Regions from separate parts of the Oryctolagus cuniculus genome. Here region 2 is linked to region 1. A link is a contact called in public Micro-C data. All regions are on one chromosome and are shown on one strand. The core of a region is the stretch at or near the end of the contact, and the rest is flanking DNA. Distances in the headings are between cores, read along the strand shown. Region 1 holds the start of SLC6A6 (solute carrier family 6 member 6). Region 2 overlaps SLC6A6 (solute carrier family 6 member 6).

Region 1 (5,873 bases), core at 2,774-5,273:
GAATGGGGGCACGCGTGCATCCCCTTCCCCCCACCCCCCGCCTGCCTCCTGTGCTGACATAGTCGCCCTCCGCCTGCCTCTGGGGCCCTTTAGCTTCTCCTGCCCAGAGAGAGGAGGAAGTGAGCCTCAGGGCTTGCCACCCACAGGCCACACCCAGCAAGCGTTTCCCAGGGTCCCTTGCGCCCCAGGCCCTGAGCTGGGCACTGCTGGGTGGATCCCAGCCTCCCGAGGCTCAGGCTGCAGGTCAGCAGCGGGAGGTGGCAGCACAGGTGGTGGCCCAGTGGCAGGAAAGGCCAGGGCACGGGGAGCGGGGAAATGTGGCAGGGGTTTTGGTTTGCCGCCCCAGGGCTCTGTGCCAGGCTCCATCGACGCGACTGTCTGAGGCAGGCAGGCTGTGGTAAGCATCTCTGTGCCAGTCAGCACAGGTACAGGTCACGCTCTCCACGCCAGGTCAGGCAGCCTGTGAGACGCTACGTGGACACCGTGGGCTGTGGCCGGGAGAAACTGAGGGGGATGGGGAGGGGGCCACCTGGCAGCCTGTCTCTGTCTCTTCAGGGCTGCTCCCAGGAGTGCTGGCCCGAGAGTCCCATGGGGAACTGCATGGCCCAGCATGGGCTGCACCTCCCAGGGGCCTCTAACACCTCTTGTCCAGCAAGAAATGAAAGATTTTGATGAAAGTCAAGTCCTTGGTTGATTTATTTTTCTCTTTTGGAGAGGGAGAGAGAGAGAGAGAGAGAGAGAGAGAGAGAGAGAGAGAGAGAATGTGTATGTATGAGAGAGAAAGAGAGGCACAGACTCACAGAATGAGTTTCCATCTGCTGGTTCACCCTCCAAATGCCTGCAACAGCTGAGACTGGGCCAGGCCAGAGCCAGGAGCCAGGAGCCAGGAGCCAGGAGCCAGGAACCTGTTCCAGGTCTCCCACACAAGTGGCAGGGACCCAAGTACTTGAGCAATTACCTGATGCCTCCCAGGGTGTGCATTAGCAGGAAACTAGTGTCAGGAGCTGGAGCCAAGTATTGAACCCAGCACTCCAGCTGGGACCTGACAGTAATTATGTTTCTATTCAGAGTTGTTGAAAAAAAAAAAATGAATGAAGGCCTGGAGACTGAAGCCTGAGACTTGGCCCGCACCCCTCATGTACCTTCCAGGAGCTCTGCCCGCTGTCCACTTTCATTCTTGAAACGGGCAGATTCGTCCCCGTGGAATTTCGGCCCAGTGTTTGGCTTCTCAAGGAAACCTCTGCCTGGCTTTGCTCCTGGAGGCCCCCGCTTGTTGCCAGCACATTCACCACCTTTGGTGTTCAGTCTCTTCCTGAAGCTTCCAGCTCCCTCGCCCTGGCCGGGGGCAGGAACAGTGCACAAAGTGCAGCATGTGTCTGAAACACAGTCCACTGCAGGGGCCAGCAAGTGGCCTAACGGAGTGAACTGGCCAGCTGCAGGCTGAGGGACACTCCCCAGCTCCTGGTCGTTGCAGACAGATGGGTAATGGGTCCTAGGTGGCCCCATTTTGCCAGTTTTCAAGAGAAACCAGGAATGCAGATTTTTAAAACAGTGTTTGCTTATTTCCATCAGCCTGAAAGGCAGAGAGAGAGAGAGAGAGATCTTTTACCCAATGGTTCACTCCCCAAATGCCTGCAACGGCCAGGGCTGGCCAGACTGAAGCCAGGAGCCTGGAACTCCACCCAGGTCCCCCACGTGGGTAGCAGGGACACAAGCCCTTAGGCTGTCACCTGCTGCTTCCCAGGATGCACTGGCAGGAAGCTGGCTAAGAAGCAGAGCAGCCAGGGTGTGGTGGTCCAAGCAGCTGTTTAACGCACTGCACCACCTCACCATGCCACACCCTCAAGTTTTTAAAATGTGAAATTCCCCAAGTTTTATTTGTGGCAATTAGCTCAAAACATTTTAAAGCGCAGCAGAGATCAAAGAAGCATGTCAGACGAAGAGACTCCCCGGTCTAGGACCTCTGGCCTCTCCCGCCCCTGGCTTGACAAGGCAGGGCTTACTGAGTATTCCCCAAGCCACACTGCCGGATGCTGCAGAGCTGGGGTCCCTGGCCTCCGAGCCGAGCTGAGCTCACCGTGTGCACCGTGGGGCTCCCCCCGTCCCTCCTCTTCCCTGACTAGCCCTGCTCCTCCTCTTGCTCTGTCTCCTGGCTCCTCCCCTGCTACCTCCTCCAAGTAGCCGCTGACCCCTGGGACTGGGCTTTACGTCTGGCAGCCACTCATACCTCACCGTCACCTCCAGAGCCAGATGCCTGTGTTCAGCCCCAGCTGAGTGACCCTGGGCAACTGTTTCTTCCCTTTTCTGTGGCTCGGATGATTGTCCCAGCCCTGTAGGACTGCTGTGGGGAGGAAGGAGTTAACCTATTTAAATGCATTGAAACCCTGCCTTGCGTACCATGAAGGCTACAAACACTGAGCACCATCTGTGTGCCAGGCCTGTGATAAACCCCCAGCCTTGATGGGAGCAAAAAGACCAGTCCCCGCCTTCCTGCTCAGGTGCTGTTGGCTTAGTCAAAGCCTCTTTTTGGTTCAAACTTCTACTCCAAAATCACTTCCCTGCTCTGTGACCTGCCCCTTTGCCTCATCTGCTGGCATTGTGGGCAGTGACCCAGGCACAGGGAATCGGGGGAGTTTTTGCTTGTGTCTGCTCCTACAGCCCACAGAGGAACCTCACTCACACCAGAAGCAGAGGGACCCGGACACAGCATTGCTTCTCTTCTCCGGCCTCAGTGTTCTCACTAGTAAAATGGGTACAGTTATCCTAACCTAAAAGGAAAGCGATGAGGTACCCAGAAGTGACAGCTGCCTGGGGCACTGCTGGGCCCTTCCTGGAGGGGAGGGCACCTGCAGCCAGCAGAGAGTGGGGAAGGCACTGGAGGGAGGCAAGGAAGGACATGTCCCAGGAGTAGCCAGTGTCCGAGGTGCCTAGAGCCCAAGGGTGGGGAGAAGGAGCTGGCTGGAAGGTCACCCTGGGGCCACACAGCAGGGACCCCAGAAGGACCCAAGGGACATGACACACCAGGGCTCATCCGTGCTGCTCGCGAAGAGAGAGACGGAGCCCCGGCCAGCAGTGGGGCCAGTCTTGGCCAGGGCTGACGTGGACATGGCTCTCCGCCGCACCTGTTTGCCGTTTCTTCTTTTTTCTCCAGTTACGAGGTGGAAGGATCCACGTACTGTCCTCACAACCTCCCAGGTGCAGAGAGAGAGGGGAGAAGGCGAGGGTCAGAGAGGGGACAGCCCTGCTGGAAGCCACACAGCTCTGCCCCCTGCTGCTCAGCCAGAGCGTGGATGTGGACCCGCATTCATCTAAGGACAGAATAATGGCACACTCCCCACTATAAATAGTCACCCTCGCTGACACCGGCTTGGCACATCCTAGGTGCCGGGGCTGTTCCCAGCTCTCTCCTGCTAACCTTGGCTCCTCGGAGCAGCCAGAGGGCGTTGGCTCCACTATTGTTATTTCCATTTTACGGATGAGGAAACCAAGGCACAGAAAGTCTATGTAATTTGCCCAAAGTCACAAAGCCATGGCAAGACCAGAATTCTGGAACTCTCTGTCCTGCTTCCCCACACAGCCTCAGGGCATCCCCAAGATAGTGAGGGCCCAGTTCTGAGCCCAATTTTTTTTTTCCCTCAAGGAGCATAGGCCCTGGAGAAGTGTAGGATCCTTCCAGCCGGCTGCTTGGGACCTGGCTGCCCAAGGAGCCCCAGGCCTCATCCCAGGACCCAGGTGGACGGCGCTCAGGGGACCAGCCGGGGTTAAGGAATCTCCGGTGCTTCCTCTGCAGGCAGGGGCTCCGCCGCCGGAGGGTGTGTGCGCGCGCTCTCGGCGAGGCGAGCCCGGCTCTTTGTGTGTCCGAGCCCGTGCGCGCGTGCGTGCGCGCGCGCGTGTGTATGTGTGTGTGTGTGTGTGCGCGCGTGTGTGTGTCCGCGCGTGGGCGGGGCTCATTGCCCAGGCTCCGCCCCAGCCCCGCCCCTGGCCCGGCCGAGCTGGTATTTTTCCACCCAGCAGGATGGGTGATGCTGAGAGCTGCCTGTTCAGACAACAGACACGCGAGGTCAGGAAGAAGCCGCTTATAAATTACCGCTTCCTCCGCGCCACCGCCAGCGCCCAGCCCGCGCCCTGGCCGCAGCCGCGCTCCGCCACCAACGCCGAGCCCGGAGGACCGCGCGGCCAGCGAGTGCGGAGCGCAAAGCCCGCGGACCGGAGATCGAGGCGGCGGGCAGCTCCCTGCCGGTGGAACCGAGCGCCGCCGGGCGCAGCGCCGCGGCCAGCACAGGTACCCGAGGGACTGGGAGCCGGGAGCGCGGAGCCGGGGCTGCCCTCCGCCCGCAGCCTGCTCCCCAGCCCCGCGCTCCGGCGGCCTCCCGCATCCCGGCACGTCCGGGTGCCCTCCCAGCCTAGCGTCCTCCGTGCCTGAGCCGCTTTCTCCCCCGAGGGAGGGACGGAGGTCGCCTGCGGAGTCCCGCCAGCGGGGCGGTTATTGTTTGCCCGCGAAGGGGCCGGCGCTTCTGATGCGGGCGGCAGGTGTGTGTGTGTGTACGTGTGCGCTGTGTGTGCCCGTGCGCGCGCGCGCCGGCTCCCCGCACATGTCTGTGTGTGTGTGTGTGTGTGTGTGTGCGCGCTTGCGGGTGGCTGCCTCTGCTGTCCCCAGCAGCGTGTTCACGTGTGCCCCAGTGTGAATCTCCTTTGCTCTGGGTCTTGGGCTCCGTATGTGTGCCTGTGATACCTGCGGCGCGGCGTCTCCCGTGTGCGCCTGTGTGAGCACCTCTGCGAGCCCCAGGCTGCGCGCACGTGTGTGTCCCTCTGTGTCTGTCTCCAGAGCCCTTGTTGTGGGGTTCTGTATCCCCGGCCGTCCCCTAAAGCGGGGGTCCCTGGTGCCTAGAGGGCTGGGTGGCCAGAGCTGGTTCTCCAGGGTAGGCAGGAAGGTGACAGGGTGTGCGGCGTGCAGGGGGCAGTACCAGTGTCCGGCAGTTCCCTGTGCCGAGACCGAGGTGCAGAGGGACAGCCAGGGGCAGCAGGCTGGGCCAGCAGGACGCACCGTCCTCCAGACTCCCCCCTTCCCTCTTTGGGTTCCTCTTTTGGGCCACTCCCTTCCCACCAGGGAAGCCACACGGAGAGAGCCTGGACCTTCTGCACCCCTGACTTCAGCCTGGACTGGAGGGCACCTGTGGGCGGTCCTCCCGGGGCTGGGAGGGAGGTGTGTGCTGGGCAGGGCCCCTGGTCTGGCTATTTTGGTCACTGCCCGGCCTGTGCCAGATCCAGGCCTCTGGCAGATCCAGGCCTCCCCCAGGACCAGGCTTGGGAAGCAGCCTGGGCCCCCCGGTTCCCACCTGGGGAAATAAATCAGCTCAGGGCGGGGCGGGGGGGAGGCAGTGACCAGACGCCTGACCAGGTCCTGCTGGGGCTGAGGGTCGGTGGCGCGTGGGTCCCTTGGACTGAAGGAAATCGGCCCCCGCTTGGCCACAGCCGACATTCAAATAAATGTCATGAGATCTTTTTTACAATTTCGTTATAATTTTTTGCTGGCTAGAAGGGAGGGGATCTCGTCCAGAGCCTCGCAGCCAGAGGAGTTTATTTTTATGAGGGAGAGCGGGTGAGCGCTTAGCAACCGCATGCCTCCCTCCCGACCAGGGAGTCATCCGAGGAGTGCGGGGTGGGCACGAGCAGATGGGGGTGGGGTGGGGAAGGGATCTCATCAGACGGTGTCGGGGTGCTGGAAGGGCGCCCGGTCGAGTGGGCTGAGAATCCACAGGAGGGCAGGACTGGCAGATGGGATGGAGGTCTTAGGCCAGGCTCGGCCCCTAGTCGACCATGGGCAAACTTTTTTATTTGTCTCAGTCTTCTCATCCATCAAATGGGCAGAGCAA
Region 2 (5,972 bases), core at 257-2,756, 33 kb after region 1:
GTGGATGTTTCAAGGGACACTGTAGGATGGCTCAATCAAGGCAGTTAACCTTTGCCTCTCATGCTTGCTTTGTGTGTGAGGGGGAGAGAGTCTAAAATGCACTCTGGACAACTCCCAGGTGTGCAGTGTGTTGTCAGCCGTAGTCATCGTGGTGCACAATGGAGCTCTTGCACTTTTCCTTATGTGCAGCTGAAGTTCTGTGTCTTTTGACCCCTAGTTCCCCCATCTCCCCCATCCCTTTTTTCCTTTTTTATTTTTTCAAACAAACCGTTGACTGGGGTGGGCACCGTGGCCCTGTGGGTCAAACTGACCCTTGCGATTCCTCGTTCCGTAGCCGAATGTCTGTTCCGAGCTCTGGCTGCTCCATTTCACATTCAGCTTCTGGCTGACGGGCACCCTAGCAGGTGACAGATGGTGGCTCCAGTGCGTGGGCCTCCACCACCCATGTGGGAGACCTGGACGGAGTTCCCGGCTCCTGATTGTTGTGGGCATTTGGGGAGTGAACCAGTAGATGGAAGATAATCATTCCTTCTCTCTCTCTCTGCCTTTCAGATAGATGAAAATATTTTTAAAATAGGCAAAAAAAGGAGTGATTTTTAAAGGTATTTATCTACTTATTTGAGAGGCAGAGAGAGGGGCATGGAGACAGCTCCTGGGCACTGATTCCCTCCTCAGATGCCTGCGGTAGCCCAGGGTGCAAGCTGGGAGCCGGGAACTCAATCCAGGCCTCTCAAAAGGGTGACAGGGATGTGACTGCTTGAGCCATCACCAGCGCCTCCCAGGGTCTACGTTGGCAAGAAGCTGGAGGTGGAGCCAGGACCTCATCTTTGTGCCTTGGGCTGCGGGCTGCCTGACCCTTCCTCTAAACCCACAGGGTGTGGCGCCTGGCACGCGGTAGCCTGAACCCCCGACGTCGCATCAGCTGTCTTCCTGAGTAGAAGCTGGCACTTGGCGCTTCCCTGACAGGTGCCAGGCCTCACACTCAGCGCTCCACAAAGGTGACTTATTCTTACCCCGAATTTTTCAACAGTGAGGAGGCTGAAGCACACCAGGCCACATAGCTTCATCCTGGCCTTGGCATGTCCAGAAGGCTGGCTCTGGAGAGGACAAGCAGACGAGGAAGGGGCAGGACTCCACAGTGGCCAGGCGGGCTGGAGGCATTAGACCTCAGGTTTCCCTCTCCTGGGCTGTACAGTGGGCGTGTCGTCCAGGTGGCCTCCTGCCTCTGTTCTGGGATTCTGGGAGCTGCTTGCCCAACCCCCACTACAGCCAAGTAGAGGGGCTTGCCTAGAAGGCCTCCTGGGCCCTGGGCCCTTTGGGAGGGGTAGGGCATGCCAGAGAGGACTGGGCAAATAGCTGCACTCTGGCCAAAAATGACCGAAGCTCCTGGGTAGCTAAGTCAGCACCAGTAGCGTTTCAGTCTTTGTTTTCTCCTAGGGAGAGGTGTGCAGGGTGCTGCCGCCTTCTTTGACAAGACGTAACTGCTGCAGGGGAGGGCCAGGCAGGCTGCTGGAGGGTGACAGGTGCAGGGAGCGCCCGAGCCTCTGGCCAGCTTGTCCAGGGAAGAGAGCCAAGGGCTTGGGCTCCCCAAAGCCTTGGAATGAGGTGCTACATGCCAGGGGAGGCAGGTCTGCAGCTCACTTCAAGGCGCTGTTGGTTGGGACTCAGACACCAGAAAGCCAGGGGGCTGGAGAGGCAGCTGGGGGACGCAGGTGGGATGTGGCTCTGTACCACTGCCGTCCTGTCCCTGCGGGCTCAGCAGTGTGGAGGCCTCCTCTTGATGAGCTGTGCTCTGTGTCTTAGGCATTAGCAGGGCCAAGGTGGCAGTGCTGCCCCGGTCTCCTTCCTCCCTGTGCAGCCTCAGCCAGGCGACGCACTGCCCTGCTTCAGCGTCGGCTCCCCTCACCTGGAAATGAACCAGCGGTCTCTCCCACGACAAGGGTGCTTGAGGAATGAACAGGAGAGCAGGCTTAGCAACAGCTCAACAGGGTAAGGGCTCAAGAAACTAGTGCTATGGTGCAGAGAAAGGGGACCAAAGGAATATCTTAGAAATTGTGGCGTCGCTGGTAAGGGTTTGAATCTGGCTGCAAGTGTGCCAAAATAGACCAGGGTGATTTGCAAGTCGGTCTCAGGCACGGTTGTATCTGGCCGCCACCCCTGGAACAGAGAGGGAAAGCATTTTCGGCGGGGCTGGGAGGGACGCTCCATCCTAGAGCCTCTCCATCAAAGCTCCAGTAACCCAAGAGGAAGCTCTTAAAAGAGGGAGTCTTGTATCTTGGCCGCTACGGAATAAGCCTGGGCCCCCTGCCAAGGAAAACAGCGCTGGGCTGCAGGGCAGCGGCTGCTGGAAGTCTGTGGATAGGGACTCGGTCCCGAGCGCGCTCTGCACGTGGGCTGGCCTGCACTGGGGGTGACTGTAGCCTGCAGCTCTGCAGAGGTGGTGGCTGAGGTCGGGCTGGGCAAGAGCGAGAGCCGAGGGTCTGGGCCCCACATCATGGTCCCTGTTACTGCCAACTGAGTGACCTCAGAGCGTCCCTTGGTGTGTCTGGGCATTGCTGATCTCACCCTAAGTGGGATGGAGGCCTTATGCATTTCAAGGTCAGGGTGGACCTGGTCACAACAGTAGTGGCAGTAACAGTAGTAATAGAAGCCACCGCTCGGGAGGACTTGGCATGGACCTCCCAGCACTGCAGGCACTTTCCATGCCCCCCCCACTGGTGGAATGCTCATGGCACCTCCAGGAGCTTCACACAGTTGCCCCCAGTTTACAGGTGGCACCGAGGACCAGAGATGTTGAGTAATGTGCTGAGATCACCCAGCAGGAAGTGGCTCTCAGATTCCCACAGACATCGGGCTGCGAGCAGAGGCCCTGGGCAGCTGACAGGGACCCGACAGCTTTGGGAACTGAGGCTGGAGGAAGGTTCAGAGGCGGCCAGGCCTGAGGACTGAGGGTACTAGAGCAGGTGTGTGTGGCCAGTGTCCTGGACGGCCCGGGCCATGCTGGTGAGGAGGTCGCGTTTGCCTGCGGGAGTGACAGGAGGGTCGGAAATGGGGTGTCCCGAGCTGTTTCCGCTTTGTGAGTTGCTAGATGGGACGCGGGTGGCGAAGCAGCAGGGGGACTAGTGAGGAGGCCGATGCTTGTGCCCAGGCGAGGGCACGGTTGCCATGGCAACGGGGAGCTGGGGGCGGTGGCCAGGACCATACAGTGAGAACAGCATCACTGGGTCAGGCTGGGAGGGGCTCTCACAGGGGGGCCTGGAATGAGGCCCCTGGGACAGGGTGAGGGGGCCCTGCATCTGCATCCACCTCAATCAGGCATGAGTGAGTCTGAGGCCTGGACGAGGCTGTAGGCAGACAGTGGGCCATGGCAGGGGAGCCAGGGTGAGCCCTAAGTGGGGCAGAGGCAGGACCGCGGGGGGCTGTGTAGAGGTGCGACCTGTAGGAGAGGTGGAGAGAAGGGCTTGATGGGGCCAGAGGAGGACACCCGTATTCACTGAGGAGTGAGGAGTGGGGCTCCCAACACCGGGCACGTGACAGGCACCTGCTCCCCACAGGATGATGGCTCCTGAGTGCGAAAGTTGCTGGAAGCCTCATTATGTAGGAAACCAGAGCTTGGAGAATAAGCTGGGGCCTTAGGTGACCCCTGTTGCCCCCAACCCCTGGTTTCTAGAGAGTTCTTAGTGCTAAGGTAGCAAGTGGGTCTGAGTGCTCAAAGGCCAGAGCTGGGGCTCTCGACAGCCACAGGAAGAAGACCCCGCTCCTAGCGGGGCAGTCCCAGCCACTGGAGCCCAGGTGGTCACCGACAGTCAGCAGCCGAGGCTGAGCCATGCCCCCACCCCACCTTCAGTCTGCAGCCCTAAGGTCCAGGGAGCATCCAGGCGTAGCCCCTGCCCTGCCCATCTTCGCTCAGAAGCCCCTTCCCCAGAAGGGAGTCGAGTCCCACATCCTCCAATTATGTGCCCACCCAGCTGCCCACAATGGGCCGCTCAGATAACCATCGGGCTGTGCAAGAGAAGGCTGGAACAATGCTGGCCGCCAGGGCTATTTTTACAGTAGCCACGGGCCAGGCCCGCGCCTGCCCCAAGGGAGCAGGCGGAGAAAGGCCTGCGGATGCTCCTCCAGACAGAGGAAGGACTCCGGGGGCTGCCGGAAGCCTTGCTCGGTCTGCTGGCCGCCAGATAGCGAAACAATCGGGGTCCCCCACCCCAGCCAGGCGGAGGAAGGAGGTGTGAGGGAAATGGGGGTTTTGTTGTGCTTTTGTGCCTCTGCTCCTTGGAGCACAACCCCTGGGGGCCTGGCTGTTGGGCTGGGGCCTGCACACCCCTGTCCATTCCCCAACCCACGCATCACCTGCTTGGGAAGCTTCATGGCCGCATGGCTTGGCTGGTGACTTACTCAGAGCCGAGGTTTGCAGCTGCCCAGGTGCCACTCTGGGAACCACCTACCCGACTGCGCTTGCTCTGGGCCCACTGCTGTGAACACAGCAGACTGGTCCTTGTCCCCAGGAATCTGGCCTCAAACTGAGGAGGGAGTCAGGCAGTAAGGAAGCAAGTCTGGGAGCAAGGCCATCTTGGGCGGTGAGAAGACAGGCTGGGATGCCCCCTGGAGCCAGGCGCACAGGTGCACCCTCAGAGCCGTGGTGAGCTGGCGTGGGTGTGCCCGGGGTAAGCACATCCGCACCTGCTGCTGCCAGTGGGAGCTAAGAGGAGCAGGAACGTAGTGTGGCCTGACCTCCCGGTTTGCAAAGAGTGCACAGAGGTCACGTTTCTCTGACATTTGGTGCTTCAGTGACGGCTGCCTGTGTGGGTCATCGAAGACCGGCGCACCGTGTCCTGGGCTGCGAGTCGGCTGTCCTGGCTTCTGTGCCTTTTGTTCTGCAGGCAGGGCCCCAAGAGGGCCTGGTAGGATCACTGGCTCTGTGGCTGTGCCATGTCGTGAGCAAACCCTGAAGGTGGGGAACTAAGTCGTGACTTCTGGTCGGTGCCTTGTGGGCTGGGGCTGTGGATGCTCTTGGCCACCCTTGTCCTTTCTTTGATAGCCAGTGCTGTCCACTGTGGCTGCCACGGGGAGAAAGTGCATTGGAGAGGGCACCCGAGGAAGTATAGAGAGAAGGGGCTGTAGGTGGCCAGCGTCGTGGTATAGCAGGTGAAGCCTCTGCGTGTGGCACCAGCATCCCATAAGGGCGCCGGCTTGAGTCCCTGCTGCTCTACTTCCCATCAAGCTCTTTGTTAACGTGCCTGGGAGAAGGAACCAAATACGGCCCAGTGGGAGACCGGAATGGCCCAGCATTGGCCGTTGCAGCTTTCTGGGGAGTGAACCAGTGGGTAGAAACACTATCTCTCTCTGTCTCTGTCTCTCTCTCTGATTTCCAAAATAAATAAACCAATCTTGGTAATCAAAAATAAAGACGCTGTGCCCTGGCTGGCTGCAGCATTGCCCACCCCTACCCTGCCCCAAGCAGCCCAGCCAGATTGAGGTCCAAGGAGGAGTGGGCTGCTCCCCGCAGGCTTGGAGATTTCGCCTTCTTGGCTCCCACTGGCTGAGCCCAACAGGGAGCTGGAGGGCGAAGGCGGCCTGGAGCCAGAGCAGCGGGAGAATGGCTGGGGAGGGGCCCGCAAGAGGAGAGGGGATTAACGAGGACTCGGGCATAATCCTCCCTGTACAAAGCCGTACTTTTTCTGCTGCAGACATGTGACTGCTTAATAAATTGCAAACAGAGCCCTCAGACATCCGTTCTGCATAGCGTGGTGGAGCCTGCTTCCCAGGCCTTGGTCCCTTCCAGCCTGAGAGCCCCTTCCCACTGCGTCCCCCGATCCCTTCTATCCGTGGCTGCAAACCAGCACTCCCTACGCCGGGCTCCGTGCTGGGGTATTCGTCCCATGGGGGCTGCCATTTTTCATACAAATCCAATGTTAGAAAGTAGTCTTTTAACTTCTGGGACCTGCAGGCAGGGGTGTCCTGTGGAAGGCTCC

Evidence for each region. Hi-C and Micro-C count contacts between places; a contact is called where the count stands out from the background.
Region 2: a Micro-C map of ear pinna shows a contact between it and region 1, with 2.0 times the contacts expected there. The contact joins the enhancer-like site here to the promoter of SLC6A6 in region 1. A contact is called at or near these places in 2 of 6 Hi-C or Micro-C datasets (ear pinna and an unstated tissue).

What each region holds. Positions count from the first base shown.
Region 1 is chr10:113,243,193-113,249,065 of mOryCun1.1, forward strand. SLC6A6 (solute carrier family 6 member 6) reads left to right here and starts at 4,024. Exons shown (of 15, transcript XM_051851766.2): 1 at 4,024-4,282.
Region 2 is chr10:113,278,930-113,284,901 of mOryCun1.1, forward strand. All of the region lies in intron 2 of SLC6A6 (solute carrier family 6 member 6), which reads left to right. Among named protein-coding and RNA genes, the nearest start is that of SLC6A6, 35 kb to the left of the region's middle. Within about 2 kb of position 1,507, at least 1 of the 8 cell types and tissues checked has an H3K27ac peak or open chromatin away from gene starts, as enhancers often do.